2 separate regions of the Sus scrofa genome follow, and region 1 is linked to region 2. Evidence: chromatin contacts called from public HiChIP or PLAC-seq data. All regions are on one chromosome and are shown on one strand. Each heading gives the region's core, a stretch centred on a gene start, on an enhancer-like site or on the middle of the called end of the contact. The rest is flanking DNA. Distances are from core to core; before and after follow the strand shown. Region 1 overlaps NUDT3 (nudix hydrolase 3). Region 2 holds the start of LOC100156657.

Region 1 (6,963 bases), core at 1,071-3,570, 76 kb after region 2:
GAAGAAAACAGGTCATTTATCTTGTAGTATTTCCTACATTCCAACATTTGCAAGTACGGTCCTTTGGGGTAATATTCAACCTGCTCCTTTAGGCCCCATATTTCCTGTACCTAGGTCATTAGATCTTGAAGCTTGGTCAGTTGTGGATTTGGTGTTTTTGTAAGGAAACTTCCCTGAAGGTGCTATATACTTCCTGTAACATTATAGTGTGAGTTACATAAGATCTTACATCACTTTTTGTGATGAGAAAACGAAACTGGCATTTAGTGTTATCACCTGATCTGTCCATTACAGAGCTCACCACTAGCCATTCATTTAATGGTTTTATCATCATAACTGCCATCTTTATCCATGGACTTATTAGGGAATGCAAGTGGCGATTTTCTAATTCTATTGGCCTGTCTGTCTGTCTGTCTGTCTGTCTGTCTGTCTATCCATCCATCCATCCATCCATCCTTCTATCCATCCATCCTTCTATCCATCTAACTATCCGTATTTTTTTTTTTTTTTTTGTCTTTTTGCCTTTTCTAGGGTCGCTCCCGCAGCACATGGAGATTCCCAGGCTGGGGTCTAATCGGAGCTGTAGCCACCGGCCTACACCAGAGCCACAGCAACGCCAGATCTGAGTTGTGTCTGCGACCTACACCACAGCTCACAGCAACGCCGGATCCTTAACCCACTGAGCAAGGCCAGGGATCGAACCCGCAACCTCATGGTTCCTAGTCGGATTCGTTAACCACCTCGGGCCCTTCTATATTTATAAATTAGCTGGAATTCCACAAATAAGAAATTTCCTTCCTTGACTGTTTAATTACAAGTAAATATAGGAAAGGTAATGGAATGTCTGATTATTTTTTCCTCCTTTACTAATTTTCAGAATAACAAGACAGTGCCAGAACAATCCCCAAACACTGTTACTGTTACAGCATTAATTTGATTTTTATATTTCATGTGTTTCAATCAACTGCAGTCATTAATCTCTTGATGCTCCCACCTTTAACTAGCAAGAGACACTTTAGGGTGGCTCCTCTTCCTCGTTTTTTGGCTATGCTTGCAGTATATGGAAGTTCCAGGGCCAGGGATCAAACCCATGCCACAGCATTGACAACACCAGATCCTTAACCTGCTATACCACCAGGGAACTCCTCATGTCTCCCTTTTCTCCAGCACTTCATTATAAAAATTTCCAGGGAGTTCCCTTGTGGTGCAGCAGGTTAAGGACCCGGCATTGTCACAGTAGCAGCTTGGGTCACTGCTGTGACAGAGGTTTGATCCCTGGCCTGGGAACTTCTTCATGCCTTGGGCACAGTAAAAATTTTTTTTCAAACACATAGCTAAGTTGAAAGAATTGTACACCAACCACCCATATGCCTGCCACCTAGACTCTACCAAATCTAGGTTTTACGGATCTTGTTTTTTTTTAATCTTTTTAATAGACATCTCTAATCTTGGATTGTTTTCTTGCTTTTTGTCATTATAAGATATCTCAGGCTCACTTTAAGTAATTCCTGCTCCAGATATGAATTCGGCTGTTCAGCTGTTTCTCTAAGGAGACTTGGCTCATTTTAGTGTGAAATAACATTTAGAGACCTCAATTTAGGTACTGGCTGCAGTTGTGTTATCATCGTTTCTAGGGCTTTTCAATGACAAATAAAAAATATATATTATTAGAAGGAGTTCCCGTTGCGGCTCAGTGGTAACAAACCCGACTAGTATCCATGAGGATGCAGGTTCGATCCCTGCCTTGCTCGGTGGGTTAAGGAGTCTGCGTTGCCATGAGCTATGGTGTAGGTTGCAGATGTGGCTCGGATCTGGCATTGCTATGGCTGTGGTATAGGTTGGCAGCTGCAGCTCCAATTAGACCTCTAGCCTGGGAACTTCCATATGCTGCAGTTTCTGTCATGGCTCAGCAGTTGACAAACCCGACTAGTACCCCTGAGGATGCGGGTTCGATCCCTGGCCTCGTTTATGAGTTAAAGATCTGGTGTTGCCGTGAGCTGTGGTGTAGGTCGAAGACGTGGCTTAGATCCCATGTTGCTGTGGCTGTGGCATGGGCCAGCAGCTGTAGCTCCAATTGGACTCCTAGCCTGGGAACCTACATATGCCTCAGGTGCAGCCCTAAAAAGACCGGAAAAAAAAAAAGGAAAGAAAGAAAGAAAGATAAAGAAAATGATTTAAAAAAAAAAAAAAGTAGTAACTGAGGAGTTCCCACTGTGGTACAGTTCCCACTGTGGTACAGTGGGTTAAGAATCAGACTGCACCAGCTTAGGTCACATGGGTTTGATCCTGGCCCAGTCTAGTGGGTTAAAGGATCCAGTATTGCAGCTGTGACATAGGCTGCAGCTGAGACTATGATTCAATCCCTGGCCCGGAACTTCCGTTTGCCATGGGTATAGCCATTTAAAAAAAAAAAAAAAAAAAAAAGGGAGTTCCCGTCATGGCGCAGTGGTTAACGAATCCGACTAGGAACCATGAGGTTGCGGGTTCGATCCCTGCCCTTGCTCAGTGGGTTAACAATCCGGCGTTGCCGTGAGCTGTGGTGTAGGTTGCAGACGCGGCTCGGATCCCGCGTTGCTGTGGCTCTGGCGTAGGCCAGTGGCTACAGCTCCGATTCAACCCCTAGCCTGGGAACCTCTATATGCCGCGGGAGCGGCCCAAGAAATAGCAATAATAACAACAAAAAGACAAAAGACAAAAAAAAAAAAAAAAAAAAAAGGAGAATTGAAAAGAAAAATAAATTATGGGTCATACTGAAATTTCCATTCTATATTTAAAATTACTAAGATTTTTTTGTTGTTGTTCATAGCCACACCTGTAGCATATGGAAGTTCCCAAGCCCCGGACTGCATTTGAGCTGCAACCTACAAAGCCACAGCTACAGTAATGCCAGATCCTTTAACCCACAGTGCCAGGACAGGGATTGAGCCTGTGTCTCCTCAGTGGCCCCAGCTGCTTCAGTCAGATTCTTAACCCACTGTGGCACAGCAAGAACTCCATCTTTGTAGTTTTTCCTAGACTGAGGACAGCTCTCACTAGGGACAGTAAATCTAAATTCTGGGGGGGGGGTTGTTTTATTTTTTTGGTCGTGCCTATGGCATGTGGAAATTTCCAGGACAGGGATCAAACCCATGATACAGCAGCAATCCAAGCCACTGCGTGATAACACTGGATCCCTAACCCACTGTGCCACAGGAGAACTCCTCTAAACACTGTTTTTTTGGGGGGAAAACACTATTTTAAAGTCATATGACAGATTTACTTTCTGTATAATGCTGCTGCTAGGTTGATATGCAGTGAAATTCATCTGTTTATGTTGTTTTCCATTTTAGGAACTGTGCTTTGTTGTAGCAAATACAATTCATGCACACTGGAATGTATAGCTCAACAGGGGACAGTTTGATAAGTCTGACTTGTGCATGTACTTGAACCCATACCCCATAAAGATACAGATTCTTCTTCTTTTTTTTTTTTTTTTTTTTTTTTTTTTTTGCTTTTTAGAGCCACACCTGCGATATATGTAAGTTCTCAGGCTAGGGAGTCAAATCAGAGCTGTGGCTGCCAGCCACAGCCACAGCCACAGCAACGCCAGATGGAGCTGCATCTGTGACCTACACACAGCTCAGGGCAACGCCAGATCGTTAACCCACTGAGTGAGGCCAGGCATCAAACCTGCATCCTCATGGATACCAGTCAGGTTCATAACCTGCTGAGCCACAACAGGAACTCTCAAAATACATACATTTCTATCTCCCCAGAAAGTTCCCTGTATCTCTTTCCTCTCAATGTCCCTGACCCAGAAGCAATGACTATTATGAATTATACTACCACAAATTAGTTTTGCCTGTTCTGGATCTTCGTATAAATGAAATCATACAGTAACCATGGAGGTTTTCTTTTGGTTTTTTCTGGTCTTTTAGGGCTGAATTCGTGGCATACGGACGTTCCCAGGCTAGGGGTTGAATTGGAGCTGCAGCTGCCGGCCTACAGCACAGCTCGTGGCAATGCCAAATTCTTAACCCACTGAGTGAGGCCAGGAATACTAGTCAAGTTCATTTCCACTGAGCCACAACAGCAACTCCCCACCAGAGATTTTTAACCACACAGATATACCGTAATCTATTTAACTAGCCCTCTTTTTTTTTTTCCTCTTTTTTGGTCTCCCTGAAGCATATGGAATTTCCAGGCCAGGAATCAGATCAAAGTCACAGTTGCGACCTATGCTGTAGCTGCGACAACATCAGATCCTTCAACTCACTGTGCCAGCTAGGGATGGAACCTGTGACTCAGCACTGCAGAGACTCTGCCAATCCTGTTGTGCTACAGTGGGAACTCCTCACCAGCCCTCTTCACTTTGGGCACTTCCAGTTCTGCTATTAAAACAGTGCTACAGGAGTTCCTGCACAGTGGGTTAAGAATCCAGCCCAGCACAGGGGTTAAAGTATCTGCCATAGGTCACAGCTGCGGCTCGGATTCAATTCCTGGCCAGGGAACTCCCATATGTCATGGATGCAACCATAATAAATAAATAAATAAAACAATGCTACAATAAATAGTCCTATACATGAACCATTTCCCACATGTGATATGTAGAGCTCATACATTCATTCTCTCACTCCTTCATTCAACTAATATTCACTTAATGCCTACTCAGTGCCAATCACTGTTCTAGGCATTGCAGATAGAGTGACAAATAAAGATTCTGCTCTTGTGGAACATATAATCTAATGGGAGAAGACAGAAAATAAAAAAATAATAATAATGTCAAATGGTATGTACTAACAGGATAAATAAGGTCAAATAAGGAACAAGAAATTGAGTACTTTTTTTTTTTTTTTTGCTTTTTAGGGCCGCACCCGTGGCACATGGAAGTTCCCAGGCTAGGGGTCAAGTTGGTGCTACAGCTGCCGGCCTACGCCAGAGCCACAGCAATGCAGGATCCGAGCCTCATCTGCGACCTACACCACAGCTCATGGCAGTGCCAGAGATCCTTAACCCACTGAGCCAGGCCAGGGGTCAAACCCGTAACCTCATGGTTCCTAGTCGGATTTGTTTTCACTCCTCCACGATGGCAACTCCAAGAGTACTTTTTTAGATAGGAAGATCTCTCATAAGAGGTAACATCTGAGCACAGACCTGATCAAAGCAAGGAACAAGGCTTTGGCTTTCTAGGGAAGGGCATCTCAGGCAAAGGTACCCTCAGGAACAAAGGTCCTGCCCTGAGGCAATGGGATATTTGGGGCAAAGTAAGAAAGCCAGAGGCTAGAGCAGAATTAGCAAAGGAGTAAGAGGAGGCGAGAAGTCATAGAGGGCTCCTCAGAAGGAGTTGCCCAAGTGAAGACGCATGCGCTCCCAGGGGTTCTAAGCAAATATGTTAACAGTCACTGGGGTTCGGCGCAGAGAAGAGACTGCAAGGTACACAAGGATGGGATAAGGAGACTAGTTAGGAAGATCTGTAACAGTCCAAGGAGAGAAATGATGATGCTTCAGACTAAGTGATAAGGTTTGACTCTACTTTCAATGGGAGAGCCGAGAGAATTCCTGATGTGGGCTGTGAGAAAAAGAAGGAGTCAAACATGACTCCAGTTCCTTGGCCTGGGCAAATGCACAAAATGGGAAGACAATGGGAAGAACAGATTTGGAGGTTCAATTCAGTTCAGTTTTGCGTGTGTTAAGTCTGAGGTGCCCATTCAATTCACAAAGGGAGCTGTTGAGAAGGCAGTTGGAGAGGGGTCTGCAGCTCAGCAAAGTGGTCAGAGATCAACATGTGGCAGTACGTGGACCCTGCGGCTGGATGAGATTAGCCTGTGGCTACGTTGTGCTTTAAAGGATCCAACAAAGAAAAGAAGAAACAGTGAGGGAGAAAGAAAACCAAGCATGGGGCATGCAAGAAGCCAAGCCAAGTGTTTGAAAGAGGAAGTAATGATCGACTAGGTTAAACGTTACTAAGAGGTCAAGTAAGATGAAGAATGAGAACTGACCACTGGGTTTGGCAACAGAGAGGTCACTTGTATCGTGGTAAAGGCAGTTTCTCCATAAAACCCAAGACAAGAACTGCCATGTCAAAGATAGACACATTTGTAATTTTAATAAATAATCACGAAGAGGTCTAGTGGCTCAGTGGGTTACGAACCTGACTAGTATGCACGAGGACTATAGTGTTTGATGCTGGCCTTCCTGAGTGGGTTAAGGATCCACTGTTGCAGTGAGCTGTGGTGTATGTAGGTTGCAGAGCGGCTCGGAGATGCACTGCTGTGGCTGTGGCAGGCAGCTGCAGCTCTCAAATTCAACCCTTAGCCTGGGAACTTCCATATGCTGCAGGTGCAGCCCTAAAAAGCAAAACAAAACAAAAAAAAGGTATCTACTATTTGATTCTAATTCATTAGTGTGTTTATTTACTTATCAATAAAAGGTTCCAAGTTGCTGGCAAAACAGAAATCCTCTTCCCTCAAGGTATTGTCCCCCTAGGGTTGGGGATCAGTACATTAAATGAATTACCCAACATAAATTCTGTGAGATGGCACAGACTCTCAAGTTCAATATCTGAAAGAAATCCTAAATGTTCTATCATGGGAAAACCCAGTAGGATTCTGAAAGGGTTCACAACCAAATACACACACACTTTGGTTGGGCTAATACTCAAGGTTATCACTTGTCACTAAGATTGGGAATAAAGAACGAGCTGGTGTCTCTGTGGAAGCACTGGTCCGATCCCTGGCCCAGTGCAGTGGGTTAAGGATCCTGTGTTGCTGCAGGATTTGGATTCGGTCTGTGACCCAGGAACTTCCATATGCCATGGATTCAGCCAAAAAAAAGAAAAAAGAAAGAGCTGGGAGACTTGTATGAAATATATCTGAACACATTACTGATAGACACTAGCATTTAGTATATTTTGGTTACTTTCAGTTCCTCCACTAGATTGTAAGCTTTTTTTTTTTTTTAAGCGAAATTCGTTTATTTGGTTAA
Region 2 (7,487 bases), core at 3,011-5,510:
GAGAGCAGCCCATGTGTGTGGTTTTTTTCCCTCCCTTTAAATTCTTCCTTTTTTATGAATGAAACTGGGCCGTGGAGGTTGCTGAGTCACCCACACACTCAGCCCTGACTCATCCCCCTTCTGGAGAGCCAGGGAGTGCAGGGAGGGGTGGGGGCCAGCTTGGCCTCTGGGGGTGGCGGGGGGCAGGCCTGGCATTCCTGCTGATGGCCCTGCCCACCTCGCAGGAGAAGGAGGAAGAAGAGGGCATCTCGCAGGAGTCCTCAGAGGAGGAGCAGTGACTGCACCGCGCCGCCTGCTCCCCCGCCCGAGGAGCAGTTTCCTGCTGGGACTGGACAGCTCCGCTCCGCTCCCACTGCCCCCCCTCCCCCCAGGCCCGCGCATCCCTGCCACCCACCTGCACCCTCACCACCACACTACACTGCACACCAGCCCGGCCCACCAGCCCACCAGCCGCTGCAGGGCCCCGGCCCAAGAGGGAAGCAGTTTTCCTTGAAGAGATTTCGGTTTCCGGCAACCCCTCAGCCACGCGCGCCACACCTGCCCCCGCCCCACCCTAAGCTGACTCCCCACTTAGCCACTCCCTGTGCTGCTGCCCTCCCTGTCCCTCCCTCGGCCGTGGGGACATTGCTGGCTGGGCTCTTGGTTTGGGGGCCCCTTCTATCCCCAATTCTTTCCTCTGGCTTCCCACTGAGGGGCCTGGGAGGGCTCCCCTGGCCTTAAAAGGGGCCCAAGCCCCTTCTCATTAGACATGCCCCACTCCCTACCCACAGCAGCAGCAGCAGCAGCAGGTGTGGCCACTGCAGAGGGGGGACTGGCCCCAAGATGCCCCCGGCCAACCTGGGTCTCCCCAGGTGTGGCTCACCCACTTCCTTCCTTCCCCGCCTTGCCTAATCCCTGTGCTAGGCTGGGCAGCCCCTCTGGGGGGCGCAGGAAGGCAGGCAGGAGGGGTTTAAGCCCCCTACCCTGTCTAAGCAGGCTCCAGCCCACCCTCCCCCCCCCCCCGGAATCTACTGCAGTGATGGAAGTGCAGAGTCACCTTTATCCAGGGGAGGCCCAGGTTCCTGGGGCAGCCACTGAGGGTGGGCTCGAGTCCCTCCCAGTCCCTGTCCGCTTCTAGGCCTCCGTTTCTTCCCCTTCCCTCACGGGGCACTAATAACAAGGAGCTAGCCTTGCCCACTCCCACCCTTCTGCTCCTCCCCCGCCCCCCAAGGTTCTGGTTCCATCTTTCCTCTGTTCACAAACTACCTCTGGACAGTTGTGTTGTTTTTGTTCAATGTTTCATTCTTAGACATCCGTCATTGCTGCTGCTACCAGCGCCAAATGTTCATCCTCATCGCCTCCTGTTCTGCCCACATTCTCCTCCCCCAAGACCCTCTTAGGGGAAGGGGCCTGGGGCAAAGCAGGCTGGGTCACAGACCACCCCGGTCCCAGGGAAGGTGGGGCCCTGCCCCTAGGATGCTGCAGCAGAGTAAGGAGGGGGGCCTGTGTTGACTGTCAGGTGTAGGGGCCGCCTTCTCCCCGTTCTGTCAGGGAGGAGGCAGCCGATATTTGTCCCAGCCTGGGGGCCCCCCCCTCTGGTTTCCTATTTGCAGTTACTTGAATAAAAAAATGTCCTTTTCTGGACTGAGTCTCTTATGTCTCTGGGCAGGGGTCGCTCCTGAAGGGCTCTGCCCAGGACGGGGGAGGAAGGGGAAAAGCTGGTGTTGGCTCCACAGAAGGTACCTTAAGCCCCCCCAGAAGACATCAGCTGCACCCCTATAGCCACAAAACATTTTATTTACAAAATATACATACAGAGTACTATACATCAGGCCCTGTCACCACAGAAGTGGCTCCACAGCTGGGTCAGGGAGGGCGAAGCTCTGCCCTTTGGCCCCAGAAAACTGAAGGCCTAGCTGGGGGTGAGATGCTACTGGGGCTTGGCTGCTATGTGGGGCTGAGGGAACAGGTGCTGCCAGGCACAGGGGGGTGGGGGGCGTGGAGACCCAGGAAGGTGAGCTGGGAGTTGGGGGGAAGCAGCAGGCTGCAGGGTCCAGGACCCCATGGTTCTGAAGATGAGGGCAAGGGGCTCGGGTCACGTCTTGACATCCAGCAAGGGCATCCGCTTGTGCTGGTAGCCACTCTGCCAGCCATGTACCACCTGTGAGGGAGATCATGCCACGGGCTGTGTGCCAGGAGTCTGCCGCACAACCTTGGAGGAGGTAGCCCTCTAGCCACAGCAAGGCTCTGGCTTCAAGGGTGCAAACCGCGGGCCCACCTCTCCTGATTGTGCCTGTCCCAAGTGCTCACCTTGGGGTCTCCCACGTCAGAGAGCAGCTCCTGCTCGGCCTCGTGCAGCTCCTCAGCAGGGTCATAGCTGTACATAGGGAGCAGGTGATGGCGAAGCCGGTCTACCCTGGGGAGCATGGGACGGGTTCAGCTCCGGGGGTCCACAGACACCTGACTGCCCCGTCTCTACTGCTCCTGGCGGGGGCGCTTCCAGTGGGTGCCTTTTGGGGTACACTAGAGCTCTAATACATGTCTGGGTGTGAAAACCGAACAGTGGAGTGTAGGGAATTCCAGGCTAGTTTCATAATGCCTGAGGGGCGTCTTAACCTGCGCAGGGAGCTGAGATGCCATGGGGAGAACTTTAAGCAGAATGTTCAGGGGGCGGGGACACTCACCGCTTTTTCTTCTGGACATACATTACCTGTAACAGAGACACAGCACTGTGGAGGCAGCTGAGCCCAGCATGGCCCACGAGTGAGTGGGGCCCATTTCCACACCCTCCGCTCCCGTAACAGGACAGCTGAGGTGCCCTGTGCAGGCTGGACCAGGCCCACCCAGCCCTGCCTTAGCAAAAGTGTGGGTATATATGAGTGGATGTGGGGGCTCCTTACCACAGCCACCACCACCCCGACCAGGGTGATGAGGAAGAAAGGCCCCAACACATAGCCCACCATGGAGTCGCTGTTGGCCTGGGGGGCATTGGGCACTGTGGTGTTACTCATGACATCGGCAGCTGGAGGGCTGGGTAGTCAGCATGGGCAGTGCTGCCTCGGGAGGGCGCCTCCACTGGGCTCCCTGGGGAGGAGGAAGGAGGTTGTCAATGTCACCCAGAGAGACACCTAGGCTCTGGATCCCTCCCCAAGAGCCAGTAATGTGTGAAAACTTAAGTCAGGTGCTGGGACAAGGGATCTTCCAGGTCAGTGTGCTGGGGTTAACCCTCCAGCAACTCTGCAAATCCTGGGTGTAAAGGGCACCCAGGAAAGGCCCAGAGTCAGGGCCTGAGGCCCTTTCAGCTCCTATCCCCAAATCAAGGTGGGGCCCAGCTCAGGGTGCTGGCCGAAACATTTGCAGCTATCAATTTCTGGGGAAAGGTTAGGTGTATGGTCCCAGCCCCTGCCCAACCTTCTAGGGCACTGGGCTGCCAGCAGCTCCAAGGGAGCAAAATAAGGAGGTTAAGATTAAACTATGAGGGTCCTGGACTGTAGCCTAGGGGTGAGGTAGGGGCTTCTGAAGGGGCGCATCTCCCTCAGTCCCGGTCCAATTCCCACACTTCAGGCCATAGGTCCTATATGCCCTCTTTGTCCCTGGTGTCACTCCAGACATATCTCCTGGGCACCATTTCCCCCACTGGTCTCATGTGCCAGGGTAGACACAAGTGGGCAGGACTGGATTGCATCTGCGAGGTGATGTCACCTTCCCCTGATCCCCACTCGGGGCTCCGCCCTAGTCCCTCCCCTCCTGGCCCGGGTTTGACAGGCGGAGGTGGAGAGGGTCAGTTCCCATGACAGAGGGAAGGAGATTGCCCGTGGAGGCTCAACGCCGATGCCCCGCGGTCTGCGACCTCGGTTCGCCTCGGTTCCCATCGGAAGGCAAGGTATGAGCTTGGGCCGGTCCCGGGGCCCGTGGGGGCTGCGGGCTTGCCCAGTCGCATCGCACCGTCCCAGAATCGCACCGTCCCACAGTCGAGGGGACATGCCGAGATAGGGAGAGTGACAGGCCGTTCTTAGGACGCGGACCAGCAACGGCGTGCGGGAGGTAGTTGCCATGGCGCTGGGAGGCTCAGGCCGGGGGAGGGGAACTTGGGAGCGCAGAGGGGCCCGGGTATCCCGGAATCCCGACACCCCGAGGCGTGGACTTGTGCCGGCGCTCTGCAGCCCATCCAACCCGGCCATGCCTTACCTCCCGCCGCTGCAGCCCGGAGTGGAACGCCCTCGGTTGGCTCCCGGGCCCCGGAAGAGCCGGCAGGCGCGTGATCAAAGGACCCGGGGAAATGGGCGGGGCCACAGCATCGGAAGGCAGAAGGCCCGGAGACTCCTGGAGCGGCCAATCAGGAGGCGGGGAATGGGCGGTGCGAAGGCGGAGACGGCCCGGGCTGCAGGGACCACCACGCGACGGCAGGGGGCAGCCGAGGGCTGCGCAGCGGGGAGGGGCGGGGCGCGCGCGGCTTCCCGGCGTCCCCCGGGGCGGGAGCGCTTGGGAGTTCACATTCCAGGCAGAGCTTGGTCTCCTTTGCGTGCTGATCTGGTTGGAGCCCTGGCCCCACAAGCGCCCCCGTTAGTCTTTTTTTTTTTTTTGTCTTTTGGCCTTTTCTAGGGCCTCTTCTGTAGCATATGGAAGTTCTCAGGCTAGGGGTCGAATCGGAGCTGTAGCCGCCGGCCTACGCCAGAGCCACAGCAACTCGGGATCCGAGCCGTGTCTTCGACCTACACCACAGCTCACGGCAACGCCAAATCCTTAACCCACCGAGCAAGGCCAGGGATCGAACCCGCAACCTCACGGTTCCCAGTCAGATTCGTTAACCACTGCGCCACGATGGGAACTCCGCGCCCTGTTAGTCTTTATAGAACCGCACAGACGGTAGTATTGCAGCCTGGCCCTCTGTGCTCTGCCCAGAGGGTAGAATATGCAGGTCCAGAGTCGCACCTGCCCAGCCCATGGACCTTGGATACACCCACCCAGCCATCCTCTCTATGCCTCAGTCTTAAAGTTGGCAAAACAGGCTGCTATAAAGATTACACAGTGACATGGGTAGAGCCTGGCACATGGCATACCCTGTATTTTAAATTCCCTGTTAACCTCCTTCCAGTTTTCTGAGGCACAGACGGAGCTATGAGGTGAAGTCCCCCTGGGTCACAGGTAGCTTGATCAGTAGGTGAGCTTGGTTTGGTAAGTAAAATGTCACAATGTCACACACTTAACTGGAGAAATGTGAATAAGATTGTTGGATTTTACCAGTGTCAGTGTCCTGGTTGTGATGTTATACTACAGTTCTGCAAATGTTAGCACTGGGCGGAGCCGGCCAAAGCATATGAGGGATTGCTAATATTTCTTACAACTACATGTGAGTCTAAAGTTAAGTCAGGGGTTCCCGTTGTGGTGCAGCAGAAACAAATCCCACTAGTATCCATGAGGATGCAGGTTCAATCCCAGTTCTTGCTTAGAGGGTTGGGGATCTGGCATTGCTATAAGCTGTGCCGTAGGTCGCAGAGGTGGGTGGGATCCCATGTTGCTGTGGCTGTGGTATAGGCCGGCAGCTGTAGCTCCAATTCAACCCCTAGCCAGGGAACCTCCATATGCCACCAGTGCGGCCCTAAAAAGCAAATAAATAAATAAAGTTACGTCAAACTGTGTGTGTATAGTTTATACCACACCCTCCTCTCCACCACCACAATCACATGCAATTGGGAAAATTCCAGATTGGCAGGTGATGGAAAACGTCCAAGGACATAAAAGTTGTGGCAGGTTAAGGTCTCCTGAATCCTCAAGTGCTAATGGAGATACAGGGGTGGCATGGGTCATTGTTCTTGCCAGGGGCAGCCAATGGCATGGACATGGTTGAGCCACTTCACTTCCTCAAGTCCTACCAGCGGCAATTAATTGAGGGCAGATCTGAAGGAGTAATACCCAGTTAGGAACCAGAGGACAGGTGAGAACTCTGGCCTTTTGCTTAGAATTGCCACCATCTGACTGATGGGGAATCAGATAAAGGGAAAGGAATGAGAGAAAAGCTTGGGTTTGGAGGCTGCAGGTAGATTTCCTGGGGTTCTCAGGCTTTTGAGTGTGGAGAGTAGGGAGACCACTCATGCCAGGCTTTTACCAGAGCTGAGGGCAGAGGGAGGAGGCCCCTACCCATGTAGTGCCCCTCTCATCTTACAAGGAAGTGGGAATTAAGTAGTAGGTTTTAGAAACCAGGCCCCCTTGTCTGCCCACACATCCAACCTTTGTCCCTGTTCTCAGGACTTCCAACCACATAAACTGAGGGTCTAGTGATACTGGGATGATACTCAGCATGTATTTACTTCCTTTACCCCAGAACACTATTCAAGGTAGTAGGGGCAACTTCAATTTAAGGAGTTCCCGTTGTGGCGCAGCGGAAGCGAATCCAACTAGGAACCAGGAGGTTTCGGGGTCAATCCCTGGCCTTGCTCAGTGCGTTAAGGATCTGGCATTGCCGTGAGCTGTGGTGTAGGCCGGCAGCTGTGGCTCTGATTAGACCCCTGGCCTGGCAACTACCATATGCTGTGGGTGCGGCTCTAAAAAAGACCAAAAATAGGAGTTCCTGTAGTGGCGCAGTGGTTAACGAATCTGACTAGGAACCATGAGGTTGCGGGTTCGATCCCTGCCCTTGCTCAGTGGGTTAACGATCCGGCATTGCCGTGAGCTGTGGTGTAGGTTGCAGACACGGCTCGGATCCCGAGTTGCTGTGGCTCTGGCATAGGCTGGCAGCTTCAGCTCCGATTAGACCCCTAGCCTGGGAAACTCCATATGCCGCAGGAGCAGCCCAAAAAATAGCAAAAAGACAAAAAAAAATTAAAAAAAAATAAATAATAAAAAAGACCAAAAATAAATAAATAAATAAATACAAATGAACAAGCTGAGACCCTGAGCAGCTCAAAGACTTCTGAGAGCCCTTGGTGTGATAGACAAGGGTAGGGCATAATGGGAGGATGGGTGGGGCACCTCTTTCTGACCAGCTGTGTGCTGGCTGCTGCTCTAGGGCTGCATTTGAGGCCTGGTTTGTTCCTATGATGACATAAACTTCAGTAAGTTAAATCCACATACTGTAAACCCTTGCAACTAGTAAAATAACAGAGTTATAGCTTATCAGCCAACAAAAGAGACAAAACAGAAGAGTTCTCTTTTGGTGCCTCAGGTTAAGGATCCAGTGTTGTCACTGCAGTGGCTTGGGTCACTGCTATTGAGTGGGTTTAATCCCTGGCCTGGGAAATTCCACATGCCATGGGCATAGCCAAAAAAAAAGAGATAAAATAGAGTAAAAAATTCTCAGAGTTCCCACTATGGCACAGTGGGTTAAGAATCCGATTGCAGGAGTTCCTGTTGTGGCTCAGTGGAAATGAACCTGAACCTGACCTAGTATTCATGAGGATGCAGGTTGGATCCCTGGCCCCACTCAGTGGGTTAAGGATCTGGCATTGCTGTGAGCTGTGGTATAGGTCACAGAGACAGCTCAGATCCTGCATTGCTGTGGCTGTGGTATA

Evidence for each region. HiChIP or PLAC-seq counts read pairs in DNA pulled down with a chosen protein or histone mark.
Region 1: a contact with region 2 is called in an H3K27ac HiChIP or PLAC-seq map of alveolar macrophages. The contact joins the enhancer-like site here to the promoter of LOC100156657 in region 2. A contact is called at or near these places in 4 of 47 Hi-C or Micro-C datasets (adipose tissue, epiblast stem cells, retroperitoneal adipose tissue and 1 more) and 2 of 2 datasets of contacts at active chromatin or transcription factors (alveolar macrophages and skeletal muscle).

The regions. Positions count from the first base shown.
Region 1 is chr7:30,405,926-30,412,888 of Sscrofa11.1, forward strand. The region is part of intron 1 of NUDT3 (nudix hydrolase 3); the gene reads right to left. Among named protein-coding and RNA genes, the nearest start is that of NUDT3, 13 kb to the right of the region's middle. Within about 2 kb of position 2,321, at least 2 of the 83 cell types and tissues checked have an H3K27ac peak or open chromatin away from gene starts, as enhancers often do. A contact at or near this core is called in alveolar macrophages, where this site is marked.
Region 2 is chr7:30,327,791-30,335,277 of Sscrofa11.1, forward strand. It overlaps LOC100156657, which reads right to left and starts at 4,261. Exons shown (of 5, transcript NM_001190191.1): 1 at 4,168-4,261; 2 at 2,880-3,063; 3 at 2,664-2,689; 4 at 2,290-2,395; 5 at 1,759-2,140. The coding sequence starts at 2,990. The coding sequence ends at 2,075. It overlaps HMGA1 (high mobility group AT-hook 1), which reads left to right. Exons shown (of 6, transcript NM_001185155.1): 6 at 225-1,623. The coding sequence ends at 278.